Regions from separate parts of the Mus musculus genome. Here region 1 is linked to region 2. Evidence: chromatin contacts called from public Hi-C data. All regions are on one chromosome and are shown on one strand. The core of a region is the stretch at or near the end of the contact, and the rest is flanking DNA. Distances in the headings are between cores, read along the strand shown. Region 1 has its middle 16 kb from the start of Gm30695. Region 2 has its middle 20 kb from the start of Gm30224.

Evidence for each region. A called contact is a pair of places that touch in the nucleus more often than the background predicts.
Region 1: a contact with region 2 is called in a Hi-C map of regulatory T cells, with 3 times the contacts expected there. The contact joins two enhancer-like sites. A contact is called at or near these places in 3 of 15 datasets of contacts at CTCF or cohesin (embryonic stem cells, large pre-B cells and pro-B cells), 64 of 484 Hi-C or Micro-C datasets (the AML12 cell line, the C3H10T1/2 cell line, CD4 T cells and 39 more), 11 of 115 datasets of contacts at active chromatin or transcription factors (Th17 cells, astrocytes, bone marrow-derived dendritic cells and 8 more) and 2 of 9 other capture datasets (embryonic stem cells and embryonic tail).

The regions. Positions count from the first base shown.
Region 1 is chr16:93,545,486-93,549,214 of GRCm38.p6, forward strand. No RefSeq gene overlaps it. Among named protein-coding and RNA genes, the nearest start is that of Gm30695, 16 kb to the left of the region's middle. Within about 2 kb of position 1,791, at least 22 of the 459 cell types and tissues checked have an H3K27ac peak or open chromatin away from gene starts, as enhancers often do. A contact at or near this core is called in regulatory T cells, where this site is marked.
Region 2 is chr16:92,573,876-92,577,495 of GRCm38.p6, forward strand. No RefSeq gene overlaps it. Among named protein-coding and RNA genes, the nearest start is that of Gm30224, 20 kb to the right of the region's middle. Within about 2 kb of position 2,101, at least 11 of the 459 cell types and tissues checked have an H3K27ac peak or open chromatin away from gene starts, as enhancers often do. A contact at or near this core is called in regulatory T cells, where this site is marked.

The sequences.
Region 1 (3,729 bases), core at 541-3,040, 970 kb after region 2:
AATTTAAACTTTTAATAAGAGTCTAGTTTGGAGGCTGGAGACGTGGCTCGGTGGTTTGGAGCACCTGCTGCTCTTCCAGAGGACCAATATCTGGTTCCCAGCACCCTCATGACAGCCCAGAATCATCTGTAACTCCAGTTACAAGAAATCCAACACTCTCTTCTGGCCCCTGTGGCTTCCTGCACACATGTGATACACATTGCACACATGTGATATACATGCATATATTTAGGCACATGCACACACAAAAAATAAGTATTTTTTAAAAGAATAAGTTTGATTTGTCAAAGAAAGTTATCTATTGATTCTGTGGTTTACTTGTACAAAAGAAAGATTAAGTTAGGGTCAATTTGTATTCTGTAGGGGTTTTCTCCCGTTTTATTTAGAGCCATAATGGAGCCAATTGCTAGGATTTTCAGGTCATCAAACAGCAACTGAAGTGGAACCATTGCCTCTGTGCTGAGAGGCTCAGTGCTGCGGAACACTGTGTTATGAATGCTAACAAGAGACACAACACTGCAGCAAATGAAAGGCAGAGCTTCTGAGGAACCCATGCTCCCCAACCCAAGATTGCCTTCCCGTGCTCCTCAATCCAAGACTGCCTGCCAGTGCTCCCCAACCCAAGACTCCCTGTGCTCCCCAGCCCAAGACTGCCTGTGCTCCCCAGCCCAAGACTGCCTGCCAGTGCTCCCCAATCCAAGACTGCCTGCCAGTGCTCCCCAACCCAAGACTGCCTGTGCTCCCCAACTCAAGACTGCCTGCCAGTGCTCCCCAACCCAAGGCTATCTCTTACAAACACCCTGACCAATGATCATGGATAGCCGAGCAGTGCAAGTCAGTTGTTAGGCCAACTACTGCCAAGCATTTCCTGGCAAAGCTTTGCTTCTCTTTCTGGTCTGAGATGCGTTGTTTGCTTGGTGAAATCCAAAGACATGAGAACCTCCTATGGTAAATGTTGATATAAGGAAAATGTCCTAGGTGACCAGCCGTATTTATCAAGGTATTATTTCCACCACCTGCATGGAGTTTACCAAGTAGGCGGGGTAGGGTCGCTATCTTGTGTGCGTTCAGCTTGAGTTGCCTGGATACCATGTCTTGGGCTCAACAGGGAACATAAATCTAACTGTGCCTCTCTTTACTTCAGCCATAGGAATTCCAAGTTAGATCATATCACCGGGCCACGTGAGCAAGCCCTATGCATTCTAACTCTCCGTGTGGCTTGCCCAAGCTGCCCTCTGCAACCAAAGGCAGGAAGCATCCCAATTAAAAAGATGTCTTAGAGTCTCATCATACATGGGCAGCTTTCAAGACTTCCTCCCTTCTCAGGCCTCGGTTTGAGGTCAATCACTTCTAATTGCTGGCGATAGAAAGGAGTTGATTGCTAATTCCCTTTCTGTAGCTAAATTGCTGGCACATGTTAATAACATCCTCGTAAGTTCCATTTGTGGTCGGCCATCAGGACCCATTAATTCTAAGATATGTTTGGCTTCCATAAACCAAAAACAGAGAGGGAATTTGGGGGAAAAAATCAGCCTAGAAAGGGGCATGGCTGTACATTCCATAGTAGAGATAAAACTTTACAGTTGTCACTACTGAGAAACCTTAAAATACTACCAAAAACTGTGAGAAAAAGTGTGTGTGTGTGTGTGTGAACATGAATGTGCCTGTATGTGCATGCATGTGTGTATGTGAATATGCAGGCATGCATGTACGTACATGGGCACCTGTGCGTGTATCTAGAGTGATCTGCTGTTGCCTAATTCTGCTCCTGGGTAGAGTGGGTGGAGATGGTAAGAAGAGGCTGCTGTAACCGATGACTGGTAGCAAGCTCAGCAGCAGAGAGCAACTGGGGGGGTGGGGAGGGCAGGAACTGCAGGGAGCAGAGGCAGCTGGGCTGAAAGGGGAAGCTGAGACAATGCAGAGTCAGGCCTTGGATGAGGGAAGGCTGCAAAGAGTTAAAGTTAAGAGGCAGCAGCAAAAGTTGATGCCAGCTGCTGCTATGAGCTAAGGGTCCCAACATCCAGAGCTTAAGAGATATGACCTGACCCACGGAATCCTGCTGCTATGATCCATACACGAGGGTGGTCCCACTGTCTGGGCCCAGGGCAGGAAGCCTCCCAGCCTGCGCCTCTTGTGGGGAGCTTGGGACTATATGCCCAGTCGTGGGGACCCAGATCTGGAACTCAGAGCTATATGCCTCTGGGTCTGTTAGTCCAGCCTACATCTGGGACAAAGAGACCCAGAAGTCCCACCGCCACTGTTTGCTTACTTACAATTTTAGCCTAAGAGGAGCAAAGGAACCCAGACTGTGCATCGGTAGCAGAAGAGAAAAGCCCACTCACCCCTGTACACTTTTTTTTGTAATTTTTTATGAGCCTATGATTATTCCCAAACATAAGGTTAAAGACAAAATAGAATGAGTTCCATGCAACCTGCTTTGTAACTTCACCGAGGTAGTGGGGACAGGTGCTTACATTCTCTGTCATACCCAACTTTCTGACCTCGCTACTGTCTACCCGGAGCCACTTCAGGAATCTAATTATGACTAGATGTTCCTCTTGGCTCCCTTCTAACCATTTACAAGCCAGATCACTGTGCATCCTCTCCAGAGACAGCTGGTCAGGACGAATATTGTAGCAGCTTGCACAGTTTCTCCCCGTCTCCCACACACAGGCCTCCCTAACCCCAAGCTATCACTACACTAAGCTGGATCATGGGCCAGGAGGAAATGCTTTGTTGACAGGCCAGTTGTCCCCTCAAGACTTCTGGTCAGCAGTAAAGCCCAGGGCATGCACACCCAAGACCACAGGCAAAGAACCACAAGCCAACATTTTCTGTCACCACATCCAAAGTATCTTCCTGTTATACAAAGAAGCAAGCCACCACACCACTGCCACCACCACATTCCTGATACCACCATACTGTCACCACCACATGGCCAGAACTGTACAAAGTGCACTTAATCAACAGAAAATATCTTCGTGTTATAACACTGGGATAATTTCTCATCCCTCTAAACTATCCCCACCCCCAGAGAATGTCTGACAGGACTGACTGGTTGGAGTTAAACAACCAGATTCAGATTTTCAAACAAACAAGCGAGCAACTATTCAGCTTCTTGAGAGTCTGAGTGGATGGCAGACACCACTGTGGAGCAAGAAGAGGCTCTGCACCAGGAGGTGGAGTTGAGTCGGGACCGTGGAACATGATGGTATGGGGTGTGTGCTCCTCCTACCCTGGTCCATCCGACCCTGTGCTCTGCATCCTGCTTGCTGATACCATTCCCCACAGAGAAAGAAAATCTTAAAGAAATGTTTAAGAAGAGGAGCCCTCAGATTCCCACAACTCCACACTTGGCACTTTCAGTGAGTACTGTAAAGACAAATGAGGGGCAGAAATTCAGGGGGAACAACCCGAGGGGCCGCGCCCAATACACCCAACTGCCAGGAAGAAAAGAAGTAGAAACCAGCTTTCACTGCCTTCTAAACACGAGTGTGCAAGAGAGGGAAGGAGAGAGAATTCACGTTGTTTGTCTTAAATATGACACGGCCAGACTCTGTCTGGTCATTGGGCAGCTGGGGGGTGGGGTGGGGAAGACACAGGAGACACACAGAGAGAGACATCCCATCCTGTCTCCATTGCTTGTTTTAGTTTGGTTTGGTTTGGTTTAGTTTGGTTTGGTTTGGGTTTTTTTGTTGTTGTTGTTTTGTTTTTTGTTTTTGTTTTCTT
Region 2 (3,620 bases), core at 851-3,350:
TATAAATTCCTTGACCCTATAGGTAGCTTGTCATGCTTGTACACACTCCTGTCCCATCCCTTCAGAAGGAGTTGGTACTTGTCTGTCACCAAGAAAGGGGCCACCACATTCCTGCCCTGGGCCCAGGATGCTACCTGTGGGGTGTTCTGTTCTCTGATTCTTTAAGCCTCATGTGGCTGCCTTTCTTCCTTGTAGTGGACTGGCAGCCCCCCATTGTCTGTCTCCTGTCACCCTCTGCATCCCAGGGTCCTTGCCTTCAGTGGTCCCTCAGATGTTCTCATTGTTTCCTCCCTGCTAGACACCTCCCTTAAACTAACCCTCAAATCACGTCTACATTCTTTTGGGAGTATCCACATCAACATGTCAGTCCACAGAAACTCGCAGTAAAGAAACAGCATCATGGGCTGGAGAGATGTCTCAGTGGATAAAGTACTTACGATGTACACATAAGGGCTTGAGTTGGAATCCCAAGAACCCAGGTGTGGTAGCATGCATCTGCAATCCTGCTGCCCCAGGTGTGGTAGCATGCATCTGCAATCCTGCTGCTCCAGGTGTGGTAGCATGCATCTGCAATCCTGCTGCTCCAGGTGTGGTAGCATGCATCTGCAATCCTGCTGCTCCAGGTGTGGTAGCATGCATCTGCAATCCTGCTGCTCCAGATGTGGTAGCATGCATCTGCAATCCTGCTGCTCCAGGTGTGGTAGCATGCATCTGCAATCCTGCTGCTCCAGGTGTGGTAGCATGCATCTGCAATCCTGCTGCTTCAGGTGTGGTAGCACATGTCTATAATCCTGCTGCCCCAGGTGTGGTAGAAAGCATCTGCACTCCTCCTGCTCCTACAGTAAGATGAAAAGTGGAGGCAGGAGAATTTCCCAGGAGCTTGTGGGCTAATTTGTTTGGTGAACATGGTAGCAATCAACAGACAGACCCTGTCTCAATCAGGGTAGAAGGTGAAAACCAACACACCCCAGGAATACATTGTGGCATGAATGCTTCTACACCTACACATGGAAACACATATGCACACACATCCACATAACACACACACACATACATAATATACATACAAACATATAGATGTCATACACACAAAGATCTAAATGCATGCTAATGTATATGTGACCATGTAACATATATGCAAGCTTAAATGTGCGTGTATACATGGTAGTGTATGTGTGACCATGTAACATATATGCAAGCTTATATGTACACACACACATGCTTGTGTATGTTTGACCATGTAACATGTATGCAAGCACAAATGTGACTGTACACATGATCATGCATGTGTGTGAGAATTCCATGCACACACTGAAACATAGCAGCAAGTTATGAACTGCTACGGGCTTCTGTGTGTCACCTCTGTGTGTCACAGCCCTTTCTTTTCCATTCTACTGTCTTTGATTCCGCATCATGGGAATTAATCCAGAGCTACCCTGTGACCTTCATTTTGTAATCTCCCTGTAGGTTGCACCCTTGTTTTGGCTCATGGAGCACCAAATCCTTAGATTGTTCTCACAGACCTACTGTTTGTCCTCATCTTTCTGCTTCTGGCCTCCACCTTCATCCTCTTCTCCAGTCTCCACCCTCCCTCCAGCCCCCTCCTCCCAGCCCCACCCTCCCCCAACCCCACCCCCCTCATCCCCCACCAAGCCTCCATGTCCTCTCCAGTTCCCTCACTTGTGACACTATGCACACTTCAGAGAGAGACTCTCTCTCCAGCTGTGTCACTTCTCCAACCTCACCTGCTTACACCTGTGGGTCATTCCACTCTGCTTCACAATGCACCTCAGACACAGATTCCATTTGCCTGCCTGCCTGCCTGCTTCCCTCCCTCCCTTCCTTCCTTCCTTCCTTCCTTCCTTCCTTCCTTCCTTCCTTCCTTCCTTCCTTCCTTCCAGTCTGTCTGTCTGTCTCACACAGGGCATTGAGCTTAGGAGGGATGGGTTCTGTGTCTGTAACGCCCACGTTATCAATAATTTATCTACTGAGATTCTCTCTCTGTTCAAACTCTGAGGAGAATGCTCAGCCTAGAGCACAGTGAGAGCAGAGTGGTTTCCGCTGGTTGCTTAGCAAGCCAGGAAGTTACTTGCGGCCTTTACTACCTGATACCCGCTGCCCTGCAGCCGGGGATCCCCGGACAGCCAACGGTGGGGAACTGAGATGGTTTCCATAGGGTGTTGGCCCTAGAAGAAGCCATTGATGCTACTATAGCAAACAGGGCTGTATCTGAAATTTCTGCGATGTCTGTTGAAACACACGTGACAGAGCTTTTCAGAGCCTCATAAACACTCTGTCCCCAGCTCAGAAGACTACTGTTAGAGTGCCTGTCAGCTCCTCTCCTACGGCTTCTCTTCCTGTGAGAATGGCTTACCCCAGCCCCTTAACTTCATTGTGTTTCTAGTTGCTGTGAAGCAGTGCATGATGCTGTCAGGTGAGCTTCTCATGACCAGCCAATGACATCCCACCGCCTCACCTCCTCTACAGCCTGGCAGCCTCAAGCCTTCCGTGTCACGACTTGTCCCCATGTATTGTCTGGAAGGCCTTCAGAGGTGTAAGATGGAGAAGAAACATGGTGAGGGTGAAAAAAAAAAAGGCATCAGAAGAAGAGAGTCAAAAGGAAAATGAAGGTAAATAACGCGGCATCTCTACTAGGCTCGGCAGCGGCTGGTTCTCACCCAAAAGAGCAGAAAGAGAAAGGAGCAGGATTTAGGGGCTTAGCCTGACCAAGAGAAGCAAGGGATGGCCTGGTGGGTGTGTCTGGCAGTGGGCAGCTACAACAAGCACACACGGTTCATGGCACATGGTACACAGTACACACGGGTCTCATAGTCCTCAGCACAGGGGGTAAAGGCTGAGGGCAGACCTGAAACCTCTCGGAGCACTTGGGAAGCTGGTGGTCTAGAGGCTCCAGGGATGGCCCCACCCACAGTGGGCTGGGCCCTCCCCCATCAGTCACTAATTAAGAAAATGCTCTGCAGGCTTGCCTGCAACCCCATCTTATAGAGGCATCTTCTCAATTGAGGTTTCCTCCTCTAGGACAACTATAGCTTGTGTCAGGAGAACGTAAAATCAGTCAGGATATATTTATTTGTTTAGCCCATTCTTTTTTAAGTTACAATTTTTGATTAGCATAGAAAGTACTAGGTTTCACTGTGGTGTCTCACACACACGTGAACTCTGTATGTTTCTTTCCCCTTCCCCATGCATGGCTACCCGGTCCGATCCCTTCCCTCCTGTTCCCCCACTTTTCCCTAGACCAACCCCTTCTGTTTTTTTTTTCTCACAATGCTCTGTCACCCTCTCTGTTTCCACCTTAAGATCTTTCTTTTCCTCATACTTCTATTCCTAGTTTCGTAGCTCCCAACACATGTACACACATGTACATACATGTACACATACACATCATTTTACATCTGGTTTCTGCAAATGAGAGAAAACATGGTAATTTTGTCTTCTCTGTGTCAGACTTCTGTCTTTTAACATGATGATTTCCAGTCCGGTCCATCTTCCTGCCAATGCTGTGATTTCGGTTTTCTTTACCACTGCAAACACTCTGCAGTGCACGGGCCCTGTTTCCCCTGTCCGTTCATCTGCTGGTGGATACGAGGCCTGGTTCC